Linked DNA regions of Ovis aries: region 1 is linked to region 2. A link is a contact called in public Hi-C data. All regions are on one chromosome and are shown on one strand. The core of a region is the stretch at or near the end of the contact, and the rest is flanking DNA. Distances in the headings are between cores, read along the strand shown.

Region 1 (6,521 bases), core at 2,446-4,945, 390 kb before region 2:
TCCCACCCTTTTTCTCACTTAACAAGAAAATCAAGGCCCAGAAGAGTTGAGTAACTCATAACGTTGCCAGACCAGACTTGAAACCCTGGTCTGCCTCCACCCATGGCATTGCCACCTGTGTCACCTCCGGGCCTGTGTCACCTCCGGGCCTACTCTGTCTCCACAGGGCCCAGCCTGGTGGTGAAAAGTGTTGCCCTGAAACCCAATGCTTTTGGCTAAGTCCTATATCAGTATTTACTGGGTTGTGTGACAATGACCAAACATTCAGAATGAAGATTCAGAATCTGATTTAAAGGAGCCAATTGTAAAAGGACACTTCTGGAACAATCAGGAAAATCTGATTATGTGTATGAATCAATTGTTAGATGACATCAAATATCACTGTAAAAACTTTGTCATGTATGATGTTTTTGAACTGTGGTGCTGGAGAAGACTCTTGAGAGTCCTCTGGACTGCAAGGAGATCAAACCAGTCAATCCTAAAGGAGATCAATCCTGAATATTCATTGGGAGGACTGATGCTGAAACGCTGAAGCTCCAATACTTTGGCCACCTGATGCGAAGAACTGACTCATTTGAAAAGACCCTGATGCTGGGAAAGATTGAAGGCAGAAGGGGATGACAGAAGATGAGATGGTTGGATGTCATCACTGACTCAATGGACATGAGTTTGACTAAACTCCAGGAGTTGGTGATAGACAGGGAGGCCTAGCATGCTGCAATCCATGGGGTTGCAAAGAGTAGGACACGACTGAGCAACTGAACTGAACTGATGTATGATAATGTCATTGTGGTTATTAAAATGCCCATTGTTTTAGGACTTCCTTGGTGGTCCAGGGGTTAAGACTCCATGCTTCCAATGCAGGGGGCACTAGTCTGATCCCTTGTTGGGGAACAAAGATACCACATGCTGCACTGCACAGCCAAATAAAAAAAGTCCATGGTTTTAGAGGTGCATAATGAAGTATGTAGGAGAAAGTATCTGGGGTATGGGATTTATTTTTAAAATACTTCAGCCAAAAAAAAAAAGTGTGTGGGGAGGAGGATGAGAAACAGGTGAAAAAATATGATAAATTTTTTTTTTTAAACTGCTGAATCTGGATTCGGTACTATTTTCTCTGTGGCTTGAGATCTGACAATCAAAAATCATTTACTGGAAAAAAAACCCAGCACCTATCTCAGATTTCTTTTGTGAGGACTCAACAAACACACACAAAGCACTTAGCAGGCTGGCAGACAGCAGGGTTTCTCAGCCTTGGCACAACTGACCTCTGGGGCTGGACCATCCCTTGTGAAGGGACGGCCTGGGCAGTGCAGGATGCTGGGGAGCATGCCTAGCTACTGCTTGCAGCTCTCCCCCCACCAGTCGTGACAACCTGTTAAGACCCACTGCTCTACAGTAACCATTAAGAGAACAGTTTTTAAATTCCTGAAGCATCTCACCTTTGAGAGATGAAGCCCTCATCTTACCACAAGCGGCAGACTAAATTTAATGAAAACTTAAAACATGTCGTGCATTGTTCTAAGCATTTTCCTTGTACTAACGTATTTAATCCTTGAAACATGCCTATGAAATGCTAAGTATTACTTTGGGGTGGGGGGAGGTATCCACTGCACGGCTTGCGGGACCCTAGTTCCCCAACCACAGACTGAAGTCTGAGCCCAATGCAGTGAGCCCAATGCAGTGAAAGTGCCGAGTTCCAGACACTGGACCACCAGGGAATTCCCTATTCCCACTTCATAGATGAGAAAACTGAAGCACACAGTGTAAGTAACACAGAAACCTGTTCTCTCCACCAGTGAACCACATTTTAAGAAACGTGGTGCCCCAAATACCCCTGAGACAATGCAACCCAGTCACTGCTTCTTACTGGATAAGGAAGCAATTTCTTTGAAGTTCACTCTCCAAATATAAAACCATAAACTGCTATGACAACTGAATGAGGTCATCACTGAATGCCTTCTTAAGGGGTCAATTCCACTGCAACTGCCCAACCAGGCAGATGCTGCTTCCTCACTCATCATTATTCCTTACAGATGAGGAATCTGGACCCAGAACAGGCAAGGCACTGACTGGTCCAGCGCACACAGGGAGGGCACCGGTAGTGCTGGCATTCAAATCTCAGTCATCTTGACTCCTCCATCACTCACCACACTGCATCCAAACCACCAGCAAATCCCAACAACCCTCCTTTTCAAGATACCCCCAATCCTGCCAATGCTGGTGCTGCTTTGCAGTGGCATCCAGAAAGGTCTCTCTGCTCCTGCCTGGTCTCTATTCGACAGCAAAAACTCAGGAGCATGTCATTCCTCTACGCAAAGCCTGGCACTGGCTCCTCCACCTCACTAAAGGCTTTGCCTTGCTGGTCCACAGGCCTCACTTGATCTAGCTCTGGATTAATCCTCATCTGCCACCACTTCGACACTCACTGTGCAGCCACCACGCTGGCCTTGCTGTTCTGACTCCCGAACTACGGTCATAGGAGCCCAAACCACAGAGGCTGGGCCAGTGTAGCCCGCACAATTTTATAAATGGGGAAACTAAGGCCCAAAGGGAGTATAGAAACTCTTCGATCACCACTCCCCACAATTACAGCTAACATTTATTGGGCCCTTACAACAGACCGGGCGCCGTTCTATATGACTCGTATTATTAACTCGTTCAGCCCCTTACAACCTCCCATTGACACCAGGACTATTATTAGACCATAGTTTATGGAAAACAAAGGCCCAGATCGGTGAACTAATCGGCCCAAGGTCACTCGGGTGAGAGGCAGGGCTGGGATAGGCAAACCCTAACCCTACCTCCTCTCAATACTTCGCCTGCTGGGCTCACATATCTGAACCTCCCGCTCCTACACATTAGAAATGTTAGCCCGTTTAGTGCACTGCCCACCCTCCACTCAACGGGAGGATCCTGGAAGGGGGGCGAGTTTCCACCTCGTAATTCGTACCTGAATTTGGCCAGTTCCCACTTTGGGAGTGAGCTTTTCGCCCCCCCTCCCCTTCGGGGGTCTACACCAAAACTGGAGAGTGGGAGGGCAGGAACTGTAAAGTCAGTGTTCACGTCTCAGTCTCCATTTGGAAAGTTTAACCCACAGCGCAGAGCCTTAGCCGCTGAAGCCGTGAAGGGTGAAAACTACCCGGACCCCCACCAATCAGGCGGCCCCTCCCCCACTCGGAGCAAGTCACGCGCCCACAGCATCCCCAAGGCGCCATTCAAGGGCTGCTGCCGCCAATCACCAAGCCGTTCCTTCGCCTCTCCCCAACCCAATCGGTCGACTCTCTCCAGAGCCGCGGCCTCGTAGGCCCGGGGCCCCGCGCGCACTTGGCAGGCCCGGGACCCTCCAAGGTGGCCTTCGCTCCCGCCCTCCGCTGGGCCGACACCCAATCACGGGCGCCGTCTCATCGAGTCCGGGGACCCTAACATATGAAAACGGAATGCTGATTGGCCGCCGCCCCTTCCGCCACTCCCAGCGAACACTGAACCTTGTCCGCGAGGGACGCCCGTGCCCCCAGGTCCCCTTTCCCTTCTTCCTCAAGTCCCCGTTGCTTCCGGACCTGAACATCCTCGTTGCGGAGCTCGTCTATGAGCACCGCGATGGGGTAGAGCGAGTCGTCGCCATCGGCCGCCGCCATCTTGGGCCCGTCCCGTTCCTGTCAAGACTGCGGCCAGCGCCGTGCTAAAACCGGGATAGGGAGGGGTTGGGCTGGGAGGAGGAAAGAAAGGCGTGGGGACGCCCGAGCCACTTTACAGGGGCTACCCCACATTCATTGGCCGCGATATCCCGGCTGAGCCTGCGTTTCTTTGGTCCGAACAAATAAGGTCCCGCCTACCGCCCATTTGCCATTGGCCGAAGTGACGAGATTAAGTTTGCCGTAGGAGAGGGGGAGGAGGAAACGGAAGTACGTCGTATCTTAGCGACCAAGATTGGGCCCGCCTACGTCGCCGCTAATAGCGGCCTAGACGAGCAGTTGCTTCTAGCCAATGAGGAGGAAGATTGGGAGGTGGCTAAGCCAGCTCGCCTCCGAGTTCTTCTGCGCCTGCGTCGCTAGGAATGCATGACGTCACTGGCGGGGCAACGAGAACTATCCGCAGGTTTTGGTTTGGGAGACAGTGGTTCCTCTTGCTGGCAAGTGGACTCCTGAACCTTTGCGCGAGAGGAGGAGAGAGTGTGTCTTTGATTTATGCTTTATTTTGCTGAGGCCCCGAGAAACGTGGCGACTTGCCTTACTCTGGGTAAAACCCAACGCTCCTCATGCGTGGATCTGATTCCTGAACGCCTGTCTCCCACCTCCCCTTTTTACTCTTCAGCAGTTCTGGAAAATTAATTGCTTGAGCACATCATGCTTTTTCATGCCAACAAGCCTTTGCCCAAACTGTACGTTCTATTTGGAAAGCAGTTCCTATTAAATCGTCGGATCTCTACGTATCTCCTCTTCCCTTCCTCTCTTCAGTCCTGGCCAAGCTCCCAGAGCCACGTAATCAGTCAATCTCAATTTCTCTCCCTCCCTCCCTCTCTCAAAATTTGTATCCCTTAGCTGAGTCTTCGCTAAAGACCCACTCCAGTTAGGAAACTGCTCCTTATAAAAGGGAGCGGGGGTTGAGCGGAGAAGACGTTGCATATTTCAGTCTTTTCCTCCTTATTCCCAGGATCTTCCCCCAACCCCAACTCTGCCAACTCACGGAGGCTATAAACCTCCTTAGCTAAGGATGCGCTCTAAATATCTTATAATTTTGTCAGTTACACCTCAAAGCGCCCCCCCCCCCCCAAGAGTCCCAAGTGTGCCATGCAGAGACAGCCTCTGCAGCTCATAGATGCAGTCAGCAGCTTGATTCTGGTCAGACTCCACAGAAAAGACCCTGACCAAGAGTATTTCAACCAATGACCCAAAGAGTTCTCTCAGCACAACAGTTTGTTTCCACAGTTCACATCCTAAAAGAGTGATGTCCAAGGCACACTAAAGGCTTGTGTGCCACTTGGACACACTGGCAATCGTCCAGGTGTCTGACCACATCTGTTTTCTATTCCTGCACAGCTGGCACTAAGACTGCACAGCCACAGCGGCCCAGGGAGCAACATTAGGTTTCAACTTGCCTAAACCTTCCGCGTCGGTCAGACCATGCATTTAGGAAGGTCTCAGAGGACAGGGTTACTAGTGCCAGTGGCTTTGGCTATAGTGTAGAGCTGAAAATTCCCCCAGAGGGATAGATACCACTTATTCCTATAAAGCCAGGATGCTGCTGGAGCCAGTCTCGAATAAGTGATTCCTATAAGATGCAGGACTTCGGGGGCCCTTCGTACCTTGGTGGCAGTGGAGTCCAAATTGATTCATCCCCAAATTTGGAACATCAAGCAGGAGAATTGCAAGGCTTCTACAGATCAGACTTCAGTTTTGAGGTGCATTTGCTGCTGCTGCTGCTAAGTCACTTCAGTCGTATCTGACCCCATAGATGGCAGCCCACCTGAGGTGCATTTATTGGCAAGCTAATTACTGCTGTTTATAAGCAGTGCACCTGTTGGTAGTGTCAGAGTGGCCCTGAGTTCATAAAGCAGTGGGGACTTTTAACTGGAGGCTGCATCCCTTTGCCAGAGGTATTAACTAACAAAATCATTAGGACATTGTCTCCCATGTCCCAGGAGTGTAGTGAGTGTTGGGCCTCCTTTGGCTAATGGGGAGTCCAAGAGACAATAGTTTTTCTTTCACTGATGGAAGGATTGAGCATGGTAATCTGCCCAAAGAATCCCATTAAACTTTCACTGGAAAATAGGACTTGAATTTGGTCAGGTTATATCAGCTACCCCAACTGGCCGAGATGTGATGACAAGTTAGACAAGGCTATGGAGGCTGGGGCCTCTAACTTGCCAACAAAGAGAATATAATTTATATAATGAAAACTTTGTACATCAGACGTTAGTGGCGCTTGACCAAAATCCTTACCACTTGCCAGAAGCAAGTAAAAAGGTAATATGTCTCATTAAGACTTGTCTACCTGCATCTCCCCTTACTGGAACAGTCGCCTCTGTGGGATGTGGAAACACAAGCATATCACACAGCAATTTCTGATATGTTCTGATGCAGGATGCTGAATTTTTCCAAAGGATCCTGCTATGGTCTCTTTGTGTGTGCTCAAAATTCATATATTAAAACTCAACTCCCAAGGTTATCGTATTAAGAGATGGAGCTTTGGAAAGAGATTAGGTCATGAATGGGATTATAATGACCTTTCAAAAGAGGGCTGAAAGAGCTCTCTTGCCTTCTTTTGTCTTGTAAAGATACAACCAGAAGTCTGCAACCCATAAGAGGGCCCTCACCTGACCATGCTGCCACCCAGATCTCAAACTTTCAGCCTTGTGAACTGAGAGAAATAAATTGATGTTTATGAACTACCCACTCTCTGGAATTTCATTACAGCAACCTGAACAGACTGAGATAGGCCCCCAGCTACCTCATCTATTTAGCTTCCCTCTGCTTTTGTGATAATACATGAAGGCTCTTTGTTATGTTGGTTCAGTCACT
Region 2 (6,740 bases), core at 4,039-6,538:
ATGGACGGGAAGCTCCTCATGTTTGGGGATCATGTTTGTCAAAAAGCTCACAGGCAAGAGTAGGAAGCAAAAGAAGTAATAGAACTGAAATGAAGAAATAAGTGCGGAGCCCCCAGACCACGGACACGGCCATGGAAGCTTCCCCACCCATGGTTCCAGTCTCCAGCATGCAGGGGCAGGGGTTGGGGTTGGAGGGAGTCCTGTGTCACGTGATCACTGTGGCCTGGTGTGATCACTGTTCAACCTGCCCCTCGGCCACGAGGGTCACCCCAGCCCTGTGATCCCTTCACACTGTCACACGCGTGTGTTGATCGTGTCTCACTCCCTCGAGGTTGTCACATGTGCCTGTCTCCCCAGTGATGCTCTCCCTCCCTGCTCCCACCTGTCTTCCGGGCCCCCTAATAGCCTCCGTCGGTCAAAGATGTGGAATCACTTTGCTAACTGTAGGGAGTTTTATCCTAGAGGAAGCTCTCCTCCCTGAAGTCTGTCTCCACTGCTGGAGCCCCCTCCGTCTCACTGAGTTCCCACACCTTGCCGAAGGCAAAGTGCTTGTCCCCTTTCTCAGATGGGTAAGTTGAGGCCCGAAGTTGGGGACGGGGGCAGTGGTGCATCCAGAATCTCACAGCCAGGGAGAGGGCAAGCCACAGAGGGAGGGCAGGTTTCACCTCCCTGAGCCCCACTGGCCTCAGACTCTCAAGTTCCTTCTGCCCTGAACCCGCCCGTCTCTGCTCCCTGACAAGGTCACCCAGCTCCCTTGGCATCCTACCATCAAGATCACTGTCACGTTCTGGGCTTTCTCCCCCGTGCCCTCCGCCCCACAAAGGCTCAGACATCCATATCCCAGTGCCATGGACCCTGCCCCACTCACCCTGGGCAGCGGCCATCTCCTGGAGGGAGTGGGTCATCTGGGTGAAGGCATCGTGCAGCTGGCCCCTCTCCTCGTAGTCTGGTGGTGGGAAGCAGGGGCTGGGGGGGAAACTGCTTCCCCCGGCACCATGTCCCCGAGGTGGTCATCCCTCTGTCTCCGAGCTCTGCTCCCCACGTCTCCATTCTCCCGTCTGTGTGTCTCGTCCCTCTCAGTCTCTCCAGGCCTCTCAGGTCCCTCCCTCCACCTACCCTCGGCCCCCCTCCCATCCCAGGAGGATGCTGGGGAGCAAGGGGCAGTCTCCTCACTGATCTCAGTGTCCAGCAGCCCCTTAAAGGCATCTGCGAAGGCCTCCTCACACTTCCCGAGGTCGGGGCTGTCCAGGCCGGCGAAGATCTGGCAAATCTGGAGACGCTCCTCATAAGACGTGAAGCAGAGGAGACAGGCCCAGGCTGAAGCCCCAGAGACCACAAGGGCCACCAGGGAGGGCAGGATGGCGCTCCAAGGGGCCAGCCAGGCCATGGCGGAGGGTCGCAGCCTGGGGGAAAGCTGGTGACTTTTGTGAGGTCACTGTGGTGCGGGGGAGGGGCTCAAGATGCAGGGGTCAGAGGTCAGGTCTCAGTCACCAATCCAATGTCAGGCTCCCCCTGTGGGGGTTTTCAGGGAGGAAGGGGACAGGGGGGTCGGGCCGGCAAGCCCCAGGCTGGTGGTTGGGCCGGACGCCAGGCTCCCAAGAACCTCACCTGTGACCCTGGACATCCTCACAGGTTAAAGGGTCTCAGGGACGCAGAGGCCGGCAGTGCGCTGTGTGTGTGGGGGCCTGCCAGGCCCTGGGGTGGGGGTGGGGGTGCCGGGGACATGAACATGGCACAGAGACACCGTAAGGGCCCGAAAGACAGAAACTAGGCCACAGGGAGACACCAGGAGGCCAGAGATCCAGAAAGCACCATAAGAGACTAATGGAGACAGTTTCAGAGGCCGCTGCACAGAGACCCAGTGGAAATGGAGAGACAGAGAAAGCCAAGCAGAGATTTCTGGATGGGAGAGAAACTCTCTGAAGGAAAGGGGAGAAAGGAAAGGGATGAGGACAGGAGGGACAGCCCCACTTCTCTCCCAGGGTCCCTGCGGCAGCCCCCCCTCCCCAGCCTGGCCGGGTGGGGCAGGGGACCAGGGTCCAGGGGTCCCCGCCGGCCGTCCCGTGCAGGGCGCAGCCTGGGGAAAGCTAGGAGGCCGTATAGTGATCTCCTTGGGTGTCCTCCTCAACTATACAACCTCCTACCTCAGCCCGGGGGGCGCGGCAGGTGGACAGACAGACGGATGGACGGACAGACGGGGCCAGGGAGGGCGGGGAGGGCCGGGGGAGGCCCCAGCCGCGATGGTGAGCCCCCGACACGGACCCACAGACACGAGCTTGTGTGCGGCGAAGGCCCCGCAAGGTCGGTTCTACGGGTGGGTGCCAGGACCCAGGAATCCGGGCCCCCGGCCCCCTCCTCCCCAAGGAACCCAGGAGTCAGTCTCTCGGCCCCTTCCTCCCCAAAGGTCCCCGGAATCCAGGTCCCCTAGCCCCCACTGCTCCCTGAGATTCAAAAGTCCGAGTCCTCAAGCCCCTCTTCTCCCCAGGGGACCCAGGAGGCCAGGCCCCCGGCCCCTCCCTCAGTCCCGGGAATCCAGCCAGGCCTGTCTCCTTCGGAGAAGACGCAGCCCGGCTTCCTGGATCCCGGGTCCGAGGGAACTTCACCAGTTTCAGAGTTTGGACACTTGGGCCAGCTCCCTCCCTGACCCTACCTGTCAGATAATCTGAAATCCAGAAGCAGGGCGGAGGCCGCCCAGGGGCTATAAACCCGTGAAAGCCTGTCTGGGTATCTGCTCCTCTCTCACCCCTGCTTTCGGCCTCTCATCAAGTACCACACTGACATCCGCGGATGCCGCCCCAGGCCTGTGTCATCTCTCCGGCTGAGCGCGAGGTGCCATCGGCACCCCCATTTCGCAGGTGGTAAGGCTGAGCCCCAGCCAGCCGTAGGCTGGGGTGGGGAGGGTGGCGGGGGCAGGAGTGGGAGGGGCCAGGCCTTCCAGGCTAGAGGGCCCAGCACCCGCCCTCCCCAGCCCGGGGCTGAGTCTGTGCACCTGAGAACCTCCGCCTCGGTCCAGGGCTCCAGCGGTCTCGCTCCCGCCGTCTCCCGCTCCAGCTCCATCTTCCCGGTCCTCTCTCCCGGTCCGGCCTGCTCGCCCTCGGCCTCACCTGGTCCCCATCTCCTGCAGGCTCCGTGTGCTCCTCCCCGGCTCTGCGCTGCCCAGCCGCGCCTCCCCCCGCGCGCGGCCGTCCCCGGCTCGCAGGGGCCTTTCTCAGGCCGTGTCTCTCCGCCCTCCCCCGCCTTGCTCTCTCTCCTCTCCTCCTTTCTGCTTCTTTCCCTTTCCCTCCGGCCTTGCCCCCTCCCCTGCTCCGCCCCCCTCCCTCTGTCTTTGTCCCTTTCCTCCCTTCTCTCCCTCGATTTCCCCGTCTCACTCTCCCCCCCCCCCCCCCCCCCCCCCCACAACCCTCTTCCCCCTGCCTGCCTCCCTCCCTCGTCTCTCCATCTCCCGGCCTCCTTCTCCCCCTCCGTCTCCCTCCTTGCCTCTCTCTCTCTCTTTCTCCTTCTCTCCCTCCCGGGTCTCTCGCCTCCCTCCACCCCCCCTTCTCCTTCCTTCTCTCCCTCCCCCTCGCCGCAGCTCGGAGCCAGGTCTGGAGCTGGGGGTGGGGTGGGGGTGGTTCGCGCAGGGGCCCAGGGCCGGGGTAGCGACCTGCTGGGGAGGCGGGGAGGCGCGGAGGGGCGGGGGAGGCCGGGGGGAAGGGCGGAGGGGGGAGCCCAGGGACGGGTCCGCGGACCCCGCTCGCATCCCGCTTCCCTCCTTCCCGGCCTCCCCGACCCTCCGGCAGGGGCGCGAGCCGGGCCAAGGTGGGGAGGAAGGGGAAGGGAGGAGGCGGCCCCCGCCCCCCCGACCCCCCCAACCTGGCCCGAAGCCCAGGCCCGGGCTCCCAGCATGCCCCGGGGCTGCCGGGGGCCTGGGGAGGGGGTGCGAGCCGAGGGAAGCCGAGCGTCCTCAGGGTTCGCGGGGCCGCAGCATCGCCCTGCGGCTCCGGCACGTCTCTCCTAGGGAAACTGAGGCCCGCAGAGAGCGGAGGGCGGGGGGCGGGGGTCAGGACCCGATCGAGGTCACCGCACCGGGCCTCGGCGGAAACGCGGACTCCCCGGGCCCGCAGGCCCGACCCGGGGAAAGGGTTGGCGCAGGACTTCGCCCAGGTCTGGGCCCCCCTCCCCCTCCCCGCAGACCCTGGGGAGCCCCCAAGGGTCAGAGAGCAGACCCAAACAGTCTGGCACCATGGCAACCAGTGGCCCCGCCCCCTTAACCCCCAGAGGGCTGGACTCCAGCTGGGGCCAAAGAGGAGGAGGTGGGGACACCTGGGTTAGGGGGAGAAAGGGTCTGGGGGCCCGAACTCTGGGATTTCATGGAGAATCAGGGGGCTGGAATGTGGACCCGCCCCCCCCCCTTCCTCCCTTCCAAGGGCTGAGGGAAGAAGAGGCTGGAGGCTCCAGGGTCCAGGGCTAAAAAATGGGGGCTGGGGTTCGGACGCTGGAATTCTGCGGGAGGGGCCGGGTCGCGGACGCCCAGGTCTGAGGGAGGAGGGGGCCGGGGACTGGAATCCCGGTCCCCGAGGGAGCCTGGACGCTGGGCCTCTCCTGCGCCAGACATCCCCTGCCCCCGCCGCTGACCCTGGCCTGTCTGGCAGCCCAGACAACCTCCCCCTCCTCGGCAGCCCCCTCCCACTGGCTCGGCTCACCCTTGACCCCTCAGAGCCCCGCAGCCCCTTCCCTGCCCCTCCCCCGCCCCTCCAGCCAGACGTTAACCCTTCCGCGGCCAGAGGCACCTCCAGAGCCAGCCTCTCCCTTGAGCTCCCCTGAGGGCGCGGGAGGGCACCCCTCCCGAGTCTCCTCCGGCTCCGAGCCTCTCTAGCTATCCCAGCCCCATCTCTCCCCTCCCAGTGGAATCTAGGAGGTGCTCCTGGCCCACTCCTCCTCCTGAACCCCGGAATCCAGGCCCCCCAGTTCCCACCTACAAGGATTCGGGACTCTGGGTCCCCAGCCCCCGCCTCCTCCTCCAGGAACCCAGAAATCCAAGGACCCTGGAGTCCGGGCCCCGGGTCCCACGCCCCTGCCTCTCCGTAGACTCACGGCTCCACCGCTCCCGCGTCGGGGGAAGGGTCTCGGCGGGCAACCCCCCGGGGCCGGGCCGAGCCGGGCCCCGCTGCCGCCGCCGCCACCGCCGCCAGCTCTCCATCCTCTCCCCGCCTCCGCCGCCCGACGGCCTCTCCCCTTCCTCCCGGCGTCCCAGCCATCCTCCTTCCCTCCTCCCCGACTCCCTCCGGCCTGGGCCTCCTCCCGGTTCTGCGGGCCCGGCTCCCCCGCCCGGGACCCCGGCGGATCAGCCCCCTCCCCAGGGGGGCCCCCGCCCCGGCCCCTCCCCACCGCCCGGCCCAGTCCGGCCTGGCTTCCACCACCGCCACCGCCCCCCCCCCCCCGCCCCGCCCCTGCCCCGGAGCTGGCCCCGGTCCAGGGGAAAAAATTCCATCCAGCCCCGGGGAGGAGGGAGCGGGGCGGGGGAGGGAGCGGGGCGGAGAGGCCGGGCCGGGGAGCGTGACGCAGGGAGGAGGGAAGGGACAAAAGGGGCCGGGAGGCGGTAGGGTGAGCCGGCGGCGCTCCCGCTCCTCCCTCCCTCCTCCCTCGGCCGGGGCCGGTTCTCTACTCTCTGCTTTCTTTCGTCCCCTCCACCTCTCCTCCCTTTCCTTCACTCTGCCTGCCTCCTCCTGGCCCTGTGCTCCCCCCCCCCCCCCCCCCGCCCCCGTGTCTCCGTCTCCGCGTCTCTCTTTCTCCTTACATCACGCCCCCCGCGCCCCTCCATCAGGGTCTTCTCCTCTCCTCGCTCTGTCTCCCCCTTTCTGCTCTCCCAGCCTCCTTCCCCTCCCTCCGCTTCGGTTTCTCCACCCACCCACCCACTGGGGGACGGAAAGGTGAATCAGACCCAGATCTGCCCTTGCAGTCCGAGCTCACAAGTCTGATGGAGGAGACAGACCCAGACGCAGACAGTTCCAATCCTGGGCGATCGGGGTATGACGAAGGGAGGATCCAGCGGCTTGTGGGAGCCCCGGGGTATGGGGCAGGAATCCTTTCAGCTGGCGATAGCCGAAAGGGCCTCCAGACAAGGCGGTGGTTGTGACCTCCAAGAACTAGGAGAAGTTAGATCTGAATTGTGTGTGTGAGAGAGAGAGAGAGACAGAGAGAGAGAGAGAGGCGTCCGTACGGGCATTGCAGGCGGAGGGCACAGCTGAAGCAGAGGCCCAGAGGAAACCAGGGGGGCGATTCTGGGAGAAGGGCGGGCGGTCAAGTCTGATGGGAACTCAGGAGCCTGCAAGAGGAGGCTGAGGTGGTGGGCGGGGCCAGGTGCCCAGCGCTTGGCTGGCCGGGGCGGGGAACTTTCCCATGTGGGTGTCTGGGAGCAAAGGGAGGGGCAGGGTCAGATTTGGGGTGTCAAAGTGATCCCTCTGGGGCCTGTGGGGGATGAGTTGGGGGGAAGAGACTGCTGGAGGATGGGGAGATGGTTGCCTGATCCGAGGCGGGGACCCTGGGGACCCAGAGGAGGGGGTGGGACAGAGAATGTGAGGAGGGTGATGAGGATGGAAGAGGTCAGGAAGATAAAACAACCAGGAGTGTGGCCCTGAGACTGCGGGGGCCAGGAGTTGTTCTGGATGGGGAACCAGAGGGAGAAGGGGGTGCAGAAGAGGGCAGGCACTGTGTGCCGATTGGGACCTAGTGGACATTAGGGCCCAGAGGACATATTGAGG

Evidence for each region. A called contact is a pair of places that touch in the nucleus more often than the background predicts.
Region 1: a Hi-C map of hypothalamus shows a contact between it and region 2, with 6 times the contacts expected there. The contact joins the promoter of PPP2R1A here to the promoter of SPACA6 in region 2. A contact is called at or near these places in 2 of 16 Hi-C or Micro-C datasets (hypothalamus and liver).

Annotation. Positions count from the first base shown.
Region 1 is chr14:58,151,780-58,158,300 of ARS-UI_Ramb_v3.0, reverse strand. It overlaps PPP2R1A (protein phosphatase 2 scaffold subunit Aalpha), which reads right to left and starts at 3,695. Exons shown (of 15, transcript XM_027978664.2): 1 at 3,561-3,695. The coding sequence starts at 3,638.
Region 2 is chr14:57,765,398-57,772,137 of ARS-UI_Ramb_v3.0, reverse strand. It overlaps SPACA6 (sperm acrosome associated 6), which reads right to left and starts at 5,288. Exons shown (of 10, transcript XM_015100074.4): 1 at 1,174-5,288; 2 at 869-946. The coding sequence starts at 1,387.